Linked DNA regions of Macaca mulatta: region 2 is linked to region 1. The links are chromatin contacts, called in public Hi-C maps. All regions are on one chromosome and are shown on one strand. The core of a region is the stretch at or near the end of the contact, and the rest is flanking DNA. Distances in the headings are between cores, read along the strand shown. Region 1 overlaps HSF2BP (heat shock transcription factor 2 binding protein). Region 2 holds the start of SIK1 (salt inducible kinase 1).

Region 1 (6,738 bases), core at 2,765-5,264:
GTTCTGGGAAGAATTATTTGTAGTCTGTAGAAATAAGAACTTGAGAAATGTCCATGAAGAGTGGAACCAAAGAGTGAGCACCAAAAAAGGATTATTACTTTGACTCAGAGTTTATTGTGGCCCAAATGAAAGAACATCAAGAGTTTGTCACATCCATATCTTGGCAGGGAACAAAAGGAGTAAACAGTAAAGTGAAGAGATTAAAGTGTGATCAGGGTTCAGGGAACCAGTGCCTGGAGAAAGAAGCATCCAGGAACTGACGAGTGGAGCGCCATCGCCTCCCCTAGGTTGAAGGAGCAGGAGAAGGGAGAGAGGTACCAGACTTGGTGAGAGGCGTTGCTCTGGACAAGATGCTTGACAGCACCTGTGGCCTCACCCAGAAGGATGAAGCCCAGCAGGGAGGATGGAGTGGGGAGACAGGTCCCACCCTTAGTCATCTCCTCCTGTCCTCCAGTTTCCTGCAGGGCTGCTACTGCATCCAACAGGAAGCCATAGGACGAGGGAGCCCTGTTGCTATGGGACTTCACATCCGCCTCTTGGGGCACAGATCAGGGTGGAGATTGTCTAGAACACAGGAAAGTAGAGAAAAAAACACTTGGGGAGCTTATGGACAGAGGAGGTGGAAAGGTGGTCAAGATGGAGGGGGAAGAGGCGTGTAGTGCTTGAATATCACCCCTGACCACCCTACTATTCATGTCATGTATGTGTGTCAGTGAATGGAAAGCAAAGTTCCCTGACTCTGGTTTGGGAAATCAACAGAATTAATTTGAGTTCAAGATTGATCTTAGTTTTTTTTTTTTTTTTTTTTTTTTTTTATGAGATGAAGTCTTGCTCTGTCGCCCAGGCTGAAGTGCAATAGCATGATCTTGGCTCACTGCAACATCTGCCTCCCAGGTTCAAGCAGTCCTCACAACTCAGCCTCCCGAGTAGCTGGGACTATAGGCATGTACCACCATGCTGGGCTAATTTTTGTATTTCTAGTAGAGATGGGGTTTCACCATGTTGTCTAGGCTGCTCTTGAACTCCCAACCTCACATACCAGGTGATAAAGAAATAGATAAATTGATGCCGTTTGTGCAGTTTTCTTTGATTAGTGTTTTAGAAACCCTTCTTTTCATTTCTAGCTTTCTGTACCCTCCCTGTGAATAAGTTGAGTATTAAGAGATACAGCCATTCTCATGTTATTAGACCTGTATTAAGAAATGATTATCGGCTGCTTGCAGCAGCTCACGCCTGTAATCTCAGCACTTTGGGAGGCCAAGATGGGCTGATCACTTGAGGTCAGGAGTTCAAGACTAGCCTGGCCAACATGGTGAAACCCCATCTCTACTAAAAATACAAAAATTAGCCAGGCGTGGTGGCGGGTGCCTGTAGCCCTAGCTACTCAGGAGGCTGAGTTGGGAGGATCGCTTGAACCTGGGAGATGTTGGTTGCAGTGAGCTGAGATCGTGCCATCTCCCCACTGCACTCTAGCCTGGGCAACAGAGCAACTCCGTCTCAAAAATAAAAATAAAAAAAAAAATAAATAAAGGTTGTTTCAGAAGATACATAGATGTTTTAATGGTCTATGATTTAGGTTGTTTGTAATATTCACTGTTCATATTATTTCTGTCTCTTGGGTTTAAAAAAATTACAAAAGTAATATATTCTTATTGTGTAAGAATGAGACATACAGATAACCAAAGTAGCTGTGTGTTTTTATTGGTTCAAAGATTAGCAGAAGGAATGTATAAAGAAGTGAAATAAATTTATGTGACAAATATTTTTGTATTGCCTACTATGTTCCATATAGACATTTGGAGGGTAGGCATAGAAGAAAACGTATGCAAATCCCTGCCTTCAGGGTGCTTTTAGGTAGCAGGCACACAGCGGGCCAAGTTGAAAATGCAAGGTCAGAGTTGTGTTCCAAGGCAGCAGCAATGTTCCCATCTGGCCACAAGGCGGCGGCCTCACACAGCAGAAGGGCACTTGCCACCTCCCCAGGAGCCTAGCGTGGATGGGTGTGGCCTCCCTGACTGACCGGAATTCTGAGATTGCCTACCGTAGAGTCCTAGAGTCGGATGTTTTAACCCTGTCCTTTTGGTGTGTTAACTTACACTAGGGTTGCGTACAGCTGTCTAGAACAAGTGATTATGAAATTACCATAATGCAAGAGAGCCCTTTTGGGTGGTCACAGTTAATTCCCACAGGTTTTTATACATAAGGCTTGTAGAGATTTCCTATCTCCTTTATCATGTTTGAGTAATATATAGTTTAATAGTAGAAGCCAAATTTAACAGTTAAATGCAAAGAAAAATTTTAAATCACAGAAATTTCGTCTTAGTTTTTCAGTTTGTTCTTTTTTGTCTATGACTGTAGGTGGTATTTCATATATGATGATTGTAGTGTGTATGTGTATAAATAATGTATTTCCATTTGACATTGTTACAAATAATACAAGTATGTAGTTTTTAAAGCATAGTGCTTGCTAGTTGATTTTTTTGGCCAGGATTAGGATAAAATCAAGAATTCCAGTAAAAGTCATTGTGGCATAATATTTCTTAAAAGAGCAGAAGATGAAACTGTGATTTGAGGGAGAGGATATAGTCCAATGGCACTTTGCTCTATTTCTGAGAAACACTTTTTTTTTTTTTTGAGAGATGGGGTTCTTACCCTGGCTGGTCTCGAACTCCTGGCCTCAAGCGATCCTCCCACCTCGGCTTTCCGAAGCCCTGGAATTACACAGGTGTAAGCCACCGAGCCTGGCCCCTGAGAAACATATTTTATAAGAAGCTTTGCCAGCCAATTGTATACTGTTTAGCTGGTCTGAATATTTACTTTTAGGTTCTAATCTTTCTTCTGGGACAGGGTCTCTAGAAAATTTAGAGACTAGCTTTATTTCTTCCTTCCTTTATTAAAGTTTCCTTTAGGGCTTTGGGGATACACATGTGTTCTAAGCAGTCCCCATAAGTTTCTTATTCGGGCTTCCTCTTGTCCTCTCGGATCCCTAGATTCGAAAGCCCTACCCCTTCTCGTTTGTTTGCACATAATTGAGGAAGTGTTTGTGAGCTTTTTCTCCTCTAGGGTGGAGTAATGTTCCGTTTTCCAGGCGCCTGGCTCTTTGAGGCTTTCTCACTCATCCCAAGTGAGAGTATAAGAATGAGACAGATAAGCAGAGTTGCCTTGTGTTTTTCTCGGTTCAAGGATTAGGAGAGGGAATGTGTAAAGAAGTGAAATTCCTTCATGTGACAAATAATAGGTAGCTGCCTTCCATTACTCTTCATTTTTTTTTGCTCTTTCACATTCCTGTGGATGGATTCCCTTGTTTGCTGTTGCTGGTCATGTGTTGCATGTTCATTTTATTTAATTGGTGATGAGAGACCAGGTTATTGCCCAGAAGTAGTTCTTAAAATGTGGGTCCCAGACAGGCAGCATGAGTCTTACCTGGGAACTTGTTAGAAATGTAAATTCTCAGGCTCACCTCAGGGGTTCCAAATTGGAAACTGGGTGGGACCCAGCCGACACTGTATTATCAGGTCCTCCAGGGATTCTGATGTACACTAAAGTTTGAGAATCACTGTCCTAAAGCATTGCTACTTTAATCAGAGAAGTTAGACCATTAGCTCTTAGCACCCTCAAATCTTGGTATATGTTGGCATAAAAACTGATGATTTCCTAGCTCTTGAGATCAAACACTTAAAACTTTGTATTATGTATTTGATTTTTTTGAATGTCAGTATTTCTGCAACATAATATTTTAAATTTAAAGTTGATAATGCTTTTGCTTGGTTTATTGACATGGATTTTTTTGGGATTTTTGTTGGTTGTTGTTGACTCATCAACTAAATGAATGTGGTGGAGAGGAAGTACTATGTAGTTCCCACTCTTTCACTCTAGCATTTTCTCTTTTTTATCACTGTTATTTCCCTCCTCCAGTGCCGACTACTGCAGTTGTTCCCATTGAGTCAGTCTGCCAGTGGGTGACACTAGCTTTGTGAATCAGCCTGTGCTGGCGCCGTGCACTCCCTGAGCTGCCTTCTGCTTTTCATGGAGTAGCGACAAGTCTGTGCCATGAGACAGTCGGGCTTCTCAGCTCTGCCTTCAATCCTTTAAATAACACATTTTCTTGAAGCCTTGAGTACTGTCTGGCAGTAAAGCGAAGCCTTAAAAACACAGAACAGAAAACCAAAGTCCTTTGTGCTATGGGCTAAAAACTGAGATGAATTTAGAGAACAAGACTTTTAGAATATTGATTATTCAAGAACAGGTTAGAAGTCAAGAAATGCAGATGTTCTTACCTAAGTAATTAGTGCATGTTTTAATAAGTCAAGACTGGGCAAAATAGGTGCTTAGGGAGAGATTAGTGACTTGAAATATCTTAAGAAGTTTTATGTCTCTTTCTCCTAGACCTGGAAAGGAAAGAGCAAGAACTAGAGCAGCTGAAAATGGATTGTGAGCACTTTAAAGCCCGCCTGGAAACCGTGCAGGCCGACAGCATAAGAGACAAGAAGGTACCATGCTTAGGGACAGGCTCTCACCATGCCAGAAAGTGGGATTGGTTTACAGCCTTTCACTTATGATAAGCAGTGGGTCTGAATTTTTTACTCTTAATCCTCAATAAATTGTATTTGTAAATGTGTGTATTCTGAGTGTGTTGGAATGTAGTTGAACAGATGGATTTTGTAAACATTTAACACATAGGTTATTCACTTGGTATGTTTTAACTTTTATGTTTAAAAATCTGCCCTACAACATAAAGGTTCATAATTATCTGAGTTCATTTTGTGTTGCTGTAACAAAATATCTGAGACTGAGTAACTTATACAGAAAAGAGGTTTATTTATGTCGAGATTTTGGTGGCTGGAAGGTTCAAGATTGGGCATCTTTTTCTGGTGAGGGCCTCAGGCTGCTTCAAATGATGACAGAAGGGGAGCGGGCTGTGTGACGAGATCACATGATGAGAGAAAGCAAGAGAGAGAAACTGAGGAAGCCAGACTCTTTACCAGCCTGCTCTCAGGGAAACTAATCCATTCCTGTGAGAGCAAGAACTCACTCACCCTCCAGAGAGCACATTAATCGATTCATGAGGAATCCACTCCCATGACCCATACACCTCCCACTAGGCCCCACCTCTCAAGAGTGCCACATTGGGGATCAAATTTCAACATGGTTTAGATGGGGACAAACCACATCCAAACCATAGCAATAAGAATCTTGAGGGAAAAAAATGTACATAATATCTTATAGTTGGAGATAGGTGTATTAAATCAGAAGTACATGTAATTAATTTGGGGATTATTATATTTTAGCCAGTTATATTTTATATAAATATTAGATAAACTAATATTTCTTAAAAATTGCTTAACTTTTTGTGTGGCATAACTTCCTTTTCCATACAACTAGAAATATTCCGACACTCTTTATAAAATTTGGGGCCTGGATATATTTTTGTTTTGAATAATAATGGTACTAACAGGCCAAGTGCAGTGGCTCAAGCCTGTAATCCCAGCACTTTGTGAGGCCAGGGTGGGCAGTTCGCTTGCGGTCAGGAGTTCGAGACCAGCCTGGCCAACATGATCAAACCCGGTCTCTACTAAAAATACAAAAATTAGCCGGGCATAGTAGCAGGTGCCTGTAATCCCAGCTACTTGGGAGGCTGAGGCAGGAGAATTGCCTGAACCCGGGAGGTGGAGGTTGCAGTGAGCCGAAATCGTGCCACTGCACTCCAGCCTGGATGACAAAGCGAGACTCCATCTCAAAAAAAAAAAAAAAAAAAAGCCATTCGAGTAAATGCATACTGAGAAGGAGGAAACAGCCATGGTAAAGTAGCTTGAAATCACTAGGGTTTTGTTGCCCTGGAACTTTGACCTTAAAATGTGGGAATATTTCACCCAGCTATTCCCTATGTATAGTTAAAAATCTTGTTCAGTAGTCCAATTTAATACAGAGGGAAGCTCCTGCAAGGTGAATACAGAGAAGCCCCTGCAAGGTGCCTACAGAGGGAAGCACCTGCAAGGTGAATACAGAGGGAAGCCCCTGCAAGGTGAATACAGAGAAGCCCCTGCAAGGTAAATACAGAGGGAAGCCCCTGCAAGGTGCATACAGAGGGAAGCCCCTGCAAGGTGAATACAGAGAAGCCCCTGCAAGGTGCCTACAGAGGGAAGCCCCTGCAAGGTGAATACAGAGAAGCCCCTGCAAGGTGAATACAGAGAAGCCCCTGCAAGGTGAATACAGAGGGAAGCCCCTGCAAGGTGAACACAGAGGGAAGCCCCTGCAAGGTGAATACAGAGAAGCCCTTGCAAGGTGAATACAGAGGGAGGCCCCTGCAAGGTGAATACAGAGGGAAGCCCCTTGCAAGGTGGATACAAGAGGGAAGCTCCTGCAAGGTGAACACAGAGGGAAGCCCCTGCAAGGTGAATACAGAGAAGCCCCTGCAAGATCGATACAGATGGAAGCCCCTGCAAGGTGAATACAGAGGGAAGCCCCTGCAAGGTAAATACAGAGAAGCCCCTGCAAGGTGAACACAGAGGGAAGCCCCTGCAAGGTGAACACAGAGGAAAGCCCCTGCAAGGTGAATACAGAGAAGCCCCTGCAAGGTGAACACAGAGGGAAGCTCCTGCAAGGTGAACACAGAGGGAAGCCCCTGCAAGGTGAATACAGAGAAGCTCCTGCAAGGTGAACACAGAGGGAAGCCCCTGCAAGGTGAACACAGAGGGAAGCCCCTGCAAGGTGAGCACAGAGGGAAGCTCCTGCAAGGTG
Region 2 (6,603 bases), core at 2,625-5,124, 210 kb after region 1:
GACGAGGCTGTAGCATCCCAGAGGCTTCTGCTCTGCCTCTGGGGACCTTTGCTCCATTTGCAGAAGGTCTCCTTCTTCCTGCAGTGAGGCGGGTGGTTACTCCAGAGCTGCCCGCTCAGCATAGGGCGACCCCCTGCCAGGCTGTCCATGGTGCTCTTCCTATGTGAGCCCCCCCACCCCCGGGGGAACCCCTGGCTCTGTTTGGGGCCTGGCAGACTCTCCCTAGGGCTGGCCCCTTCCTGCACTCCCCTCCCCTGCCCTCCGACCTCAGCATATGGCTCAGGGACACAGACACCCAAAGGCCTCCTCTTGGGTCCTCAGCCTTGATCTCGGCCACAGCCCTGCTTAAATATCAGGAAAACGCATTGGCCACATAAATAATTCCTCACTAACGGCAGCGACAGAAATCGGAACCAGCAACCCTAGAGGGCTGGAGGGGGGCCACCTGGCCTGTGAACAGGCCCATTGCTGCTGCTGTGCTGGCCTTCGTGGTTCATTTAAGCGGCCTGCGGAAGGCCTCGCCTGAAAGTGGGTGCTGTCTGAGATGGGGAGGGGCCCTGCGCCCAGTAGGACCCACACAACTGTGGCAGCCACAGAGCCACAAGGAGCCTCAGTGTAGGAGGCGAAGGAGACAACGTCCCGGGGGCAGACGCTGGGACTGGGCAGTCTCTGGTTTGACCTGTTCACCATGGGTTATTGACTTAACCTGTGGACAACTGGGCCATTCTTTGAGGGTGGAGGGGGTTGGGGGCTTTTCTTCTACCTGCCCTTCCCAGGCCAGGGCCGCGGCTTCCTGACCTAGTGCACACGTCTGTCAAGCTCTCCAGATACAATGGGGCAAAATGACCAATGTGGCCCCCCGGGTCCCTGAGAAGGATGCCACTGCAGTGGTTAATCTGATTTTCTGGCACCTAAAGCCACTAGGCTGAAGCCTAAAAAAAAAAACGAAACAAAATTTAAAAAGTACAAAACCACCTGAAGCAAAGCCAGGAGCATAGGGAAGGGCCTTAGGCATCAAAGAGGGGAGGGGAGGGTCGGGAAGAGGAACCTGTCTGACTCCTGGCTGCACCAGGAGATTCCTTCCTCACCGAGGGCGGCGCTGGGGCCAGCTGCGCACCCATCCCTCTGTAAAAATGCTGCCCCACGCTCCACTCTCTGTGTTTATCAATTTATTTTGAGAGTTTTATGACACGCTTGTGGCCCACGCTGCAACTATGAATATTAAACGAACCCATTTCCTGCTGGGGTTTCCAGTCTTAAGGCCTAAAACACAAGATGAACTCCAGAAACATGGCAATCATAAGGCAGGCTGAAGAAACTCCACGTGGAAAGGAAAACTGTTTTCCACAAATCTGTAATAATATGCAAACCATAATAATAAAGTACCATTCCTGCAGACTTTGGGAGCATTCCTTCCATTACGTTCAGTGAGGAGTTTCTCGAATCATTTGCGTGTATCCTTAGACTCACACCATGTGTTTTATTTTTCCTCATAATGTGTTAAAAGCATGGAAGACCAGAAAACAGAAAGCAAATCAAAGCTTCTGAAAGGAAATACAGCTTCCGGGGGTCAAGGACACAAATAACAATGAAAGACAGTGGGTAGCAGAGGCCTGGTTGAAGCACAGACTTAGTTATGAGGGTGCCAGGGGTTCCCCCACTGGGGAGACGGGACTGCAGTTCCAAGCTTGCCTTTTCCTCTGTGCTTCCTGCCTTTCTCTGCAGAGCAAGCTCCTCGCCCGCGGGGCCAGGGAAGGGAAAACAGGATGGCCATGGTTGGCACAGGGCTGTTCGGGGTTTTGGAAGCTCAGGGCTGGGTCGAGGTGAAAGGTCAAGGGCACCTGAGTGTGGGGACCTGTTCTGCGGAGGCAGGTTTGGCTGCAGTTTTTATTTGGTGCTGATGAACTGTTTCCAAACAGCCAGCCAGGTGTTTGCAAATACCTAAGACCTTTTGGAAGACGCTGGCTAGGGTGGGAGGGGTGGGGAAGCCTGGTTCCTGTATGAGGGGGGCAGATATTTTAAGTCACAGGCTGAGGGACTGAATGGTGAGTGTGATCAGGGGCCTGGTTTCTCCCCCACCCCGCCTTTTATCTTTGTTCTTTTTTGAGACAGGGCCTTGTTCTCTTGCTCAGGCTGGAGTGCAGTGGTGCAATGACAGCTCACTGCAGCCTCAATCTCCCAGGCTCAAGCCATCCTCCCACCTCAGGCTCCCAAGTAGCTGGCCCCACAGGCCTGCGCCACCGCACCTGGCTATTTTTTAAATGTTTTATAGAGGCGAGGTCTTGCTATGTTGTCCAAGCCGGTCTCAAACTCCAGAGCTCAAGTGATCCTCCTGCCTCAGCCTCCCAAAGCCCTGGGATTACAGGCGGGAGCCACGGCGTCCAGCCTTGTTTTTGTTTAGCTCTCCTAGGAGATTAACAGGGTGTTGGGGCCTCCAGAAGAAAAAAAGGCAGATGTCAACTGTTCAGCTGAAAGGAACTAAAAACATTCCCCTGTATACTTGGTGTATAAACCTGGGACAAAGGAAAAAGCACTTTGAAGGATTAAGGGAAACTTTGGGACTCTTCATTTCCTTGAAAGCCTTTGAAAACCAAATGACTCCCAAACAACCCCCGTGTGTGTGGGGGGGTGGGGGGGGCGATTGGGAAATCTGTAGTCAGACTGCCGGGGCGAATCAGGAGAAGCTCATCCTAGTTTCTCCGGGCCCTCCTCCCAGGCGTCCGCCCAGGCAGGAAAGCCTCCCGAGAAGGGTTCCAAGTTTTGTGCCAACTTCCCTGAATTCTCGTTCCCCCTTCTGTGAAGTAGTGTTATTTAACACAAGGAAAAGTGACCCTAGGCGCGATCCAGAATCTAACTCCCAACTGTGTCCTCAGGCTTAAAAAATACCTTCGCCCATAGCCTCTGTCTGCCCTGGAGAAAACGTTTTACGTTCGGATGAGGCAGCGGCCGCGGGCAGGGAAGTGGTCCCGCGTCCCCGTCCCCTCCCCAGGCGGCCGGCCTGGCTCTGTCACCGCCCGCAGCGTCCGCTCGGGCCCGCGCGGGCCCAGGGTCCCAGCCCCATATGCTGCGGGAGCAGCCCCGGGGCGCGCAGACGCCAGCGCCGCTGAGGGCCGGGGCCGGGACCGGCTGCGCGGCTGGGCTTCCAGAGCGGCCGGCCACGCTTCCTTAGGTTTCAAGTTTCTAACTTGCTGAACATGTGAGATTATAACAGCAAAAGCGGCTGACGTCCCCGAGGGCAAGCGGCCTCTCGGGGCCTAGGGCGTCCTGGGTGTGGCCGGGCGCCTCGCGTGGCCCCGCGCCCTGCAGCGCCCTGGGGCCTCTGCGCCGCCAGCCCCACGCGCGAGCCCGCGAGGTCCCCGGGCCCCCACACGTCCGGAGGCTCCGAGCCGGGACGAACGCGGGTCACGTGGAGGGGCCGGCGACCCCTGCCCGAGAGCCATCCCATCCCGGAGGGAGCGAGCATAAGGCGCCCGCGGGGCCCGGCCCGAATCCCCGCGCGTGGAGGAGCGGGCGCGCCCGCGGCGGTGGGGCCGCCCGCAGTGCCCCCAGCGCCCGGGAGGGGGCGCCCGGCGGAGCACAGGCGGGCGGGCCTCGGGCGGCGGGCGCCCCTGACGTCACCGGCCCGCGGTCGCCAGGGCAACGGCCTCATCCCGCGCGCGTCAGAGCCGCCAGTCTCTTGGCAACCGCCCGATCTCCCGCTCTCCCTCCTCCCGGCGCTCGGCCGCGCGTCGCTCTGGCGTCAAAGCGACGTCAATGGGCGGCCCCCGCCCGGGCGGCGGGGGCGGGGCAGGGGGCGGGGCCTGCGGGGGGCGGGCCGGGGCGGGCCGGGGCGGGGCCGGGCGCCGCGTGCGGCGGAGCGCGGCGGCTTCGGGCTGACATGCGGCGCGGACCCGGAGGCGGCAGCAGCTGCGGCGGCGGCCGGAGCAGTAGGCGCCCGAGCAGCGCGAGCGGCCGAGCGGGCGGCTTCCTGGCCTGGGCGCTCCGGGGGCGGCTGAGGTGAGGCGGCGGCAGCGGCGGCAGCGGCGGGCTCCGGGCGGGCGGAGGTGGCCGCCGTGGGGGCTCCGCGCTGTCGCCGGGCCGGGGCTCGGGGTTGCGGCCACCGCGCAGGGTCCCCGGCCGTGCGCGCGCGGGGGGTCGCGGGCGGTGTTGGCGGCCCCGCTGCCCTCGGGCTCCCCTTTGTTACGGGGGCCGGAGTAGGAGTGGGTCCGCGGGGTTCGGGGGCTGGGGAGCCGGGGGTAGGGTTGGAGCCGACCGCGGGCGGAGGGACCGGGTGTGGGGGGCGGGTCCGCGAACCCCGAGGTGCCTGGGAGGTCGGGGGTGGGGACGGGACGGATCGCGGGCGGCGGGGGCCGGGTGTGGGAGCGGGGCTAGGGGCGGTCCTGGGATCCGGATCGAGCCGACCTCGGGCGGCAGGGCCGGGTGTGGGAGCGGGTCCGCGCCCAGAGGTGCTAAGGGGTCGGGGGTGGGGACGGAACCGACAGCGGGCGGTGGGAGGCGAGTGTGGAAGCAGGGCTCAGGGGGTCCCGGGATCGGGACGGAACCGAACTCGGGCGGCGGGGGCGGGTTTGGGAGCGGGTCCGCGCGCCCCGCGGGGCTCAGAGGGTCGCGGGTCCGGGTGGAGCGGACCGCGGGAGGCGGGGGCGGTTCCACACTTCCCAAGGGGCGGGAGGGGTCCGTGGATAGAGTGAGGGCGACAGGCGTGGGAGCAGGTCCCCGCGTCCCGTAGGGACTGGGGGCTCCGCGGGCACGGGTGGAGCCGACCGCGAGCGGCGGGGGCGCTGGTGGGCTCTGAGCTCTGTGCGGCCCCGCAGGTGCGCGCGGAGCCATGGTTATCATGTCGGAGTTCAGCGCGGACCCGGCGGGCCAGGGTCAGGGCCTGCAGAAACCCCTCCGGGTGGGTTTTTACGACATTGAGCGGACCCTGGGCAAAGGCAACTTCGCGGTGGTGAAGCTGGCGCGGCATCGAGTCACCAAAACGCAGGTGCGTGGGGGGAGCGGGACCCAGCCGGCGGGGCCTTCCCACTGGGGCTGGGGCGACCGACCCTTGGCGGGTGGACCCCATGTGGATTCAGTGCTGCAGGCTTGATTGTCGTGGTGGGTGAACAGTAATCGTTTTTAGTTCGGTAAAGAAAAAAAATGCTTTATGTTGCTGCATAATTTGCACATATATTGGGAGAAAGCAGAGAGGATAATGGCAAAAAAAGGACCAACCTGAGAGGGCAGTGGTTCATGGACTCAGAGCTAAGCCCTGTAAACTGAGCCTGCAAATACTTAATGCACTTACTTAACTCGGATTATTTTAAATAACATTAGTGGTTACTTTGGTTATGTTTTCCCAACTTCTTGTGATCCTTTGTAGACAAAGTGTTGAGAAATTAACTTGCAAAAGATGAAATGTGTAAATTAGGTTGAGGGTTTTTTAAAACAAAACAAAACAAAATATCCTTTTTCTTTCTAAAATCCGTAGGTTGCAATAAAAATAATTGATAAAACACGATTAGATTCAAGCAATTTGGAGAAAATCTATCGTGAGGTTCAGCTGATGAAGCTTCTGAACCATCCACATATCATAAAGCTCTACCAGGTAAGGGGTCAGCTTGCCTTTCTCTGCTAATCCTGGCAAATGTGTTGTATTTTATTTCCAACAACGGAAGTCTGCAATTTCTGAAGGTGGCTTCCCTTTTGGGGGGTGTGTGGAAGTTGGGCATTTGGTTATATAAGGTAAATAGACTGATTTTTATGGGCTGTGCAGATATATTTGCAATTATTGCTTTTGGATCATAATTGAGATTTGCTTCATTGGAATTTTATTTAGTATCCTAACCTGATCCAGTTTTAAATGTGTATAGATCTGTTGTAAATTTGCTTTACTATGAAAACAGACAAATGCATCTGTAGGTATTGCCACAGGTCACACATTTAGTATAAAAGGACAAATTTGAGTGAAACTGGAAACTTCTACCTTTGCAGATAATTATTAAACTTTAAAGCCAGCTGCTCTTACCGGTTTTCATTAGTTTATTTTTGCAAGGACAGTAGAGAGCATTTGTTTTCCCTATTTAAACTCTTCCATGAAAAACGGAGAGATGAAAATACTTTTCCATAGTAAGAGTAAGGAGCTTGTCATTTAATCCACGCTAGGAACGTGCCTTGCCCTATCTGTTGGTTTATTTTGTGACTTACTTACTTTGTGACTTAATTTTTGATCTCATGTTGAAATTAATAAATTATATCATGAGGAAATAAGTACTAATCTAATTAGAACAGCAAAGCAATCATTTACACCTCCCTAATGATAAATGGCCACTTTTGCAGGGGTGAAATCAAGTCTTCTTGCAGAAGAAGTTCTTTGCAGGTGCTATTTCATCCATTTGTGTTGGGTTGAAGTTCCTCTTAATGATTCGTATGAAATGGAATGTGAGACGACTCTGGGATGCTGTGTGTGTTTGTGCAATTGGGACGGCTCGGTGTACAGTGTGGTAGGAGAGAGAATTATGATTTGAAATTATCCTCCAAAAGCCTCTGCACTAGATTAAAATAAAAGTAGCGGTATTGGCGGAGCTTGTGTTCACTGTGACAACAGTTTGCTCAGCGTCTTTAAGC

Evidence for each region. Hi-C and Micro-C count contacts between places; a contact is called where the count stands out from the background.
Region 2: a Hi-C map of cortical neurons shows a contact between it and region 1, with 6 times the contacts expected there. The contact joins the promoter of SIK1 here to the enhancer-like site in region 1. A contact is called at or near these places in 5 of 14 Hi-C or Micro-C datasets (CD4 T cells, cortical neurons, fetal cortex germinal zone and 2 more).

The regions. Positions count from the first base shown.
Region 1 is chr3:3,890,112-3,896,849 of T2T-MMU8v2.0, forward strand. HSF2BP (heat shock transcription factor 2 binding protein) reads left to right here. Exons shown (of 8, transcript XM_077995593.1): 4 at 4,387-4,490. Among named protein-coding and RNA genes, the nearest start is that of HSF2BP, 11 kb to the left of the region's middle. Within about 2 kb of position 4,015, at least 7 of the 40 cell types and tissues checked have an H3K27ac peak or open chromatin away from gene starts, as enhancers often do. A contact at or near this core is called in cortical neurons and fetal cortical plate, where this site is marked.
Region 2 is chr3:4,103,947-4,110,549 of T2T-MMU8v2.0, forward strand. It overlaps SIK1 (salt inducible kinase 1), which reads left to right and starts at 3,875. Exons shown (of 14, transcript XM_077995534.1): 1 at 3,875-3,996; 2 at 4,812-4,981; 3 at 5,468-5,584. The coding sequence starts at 4,826.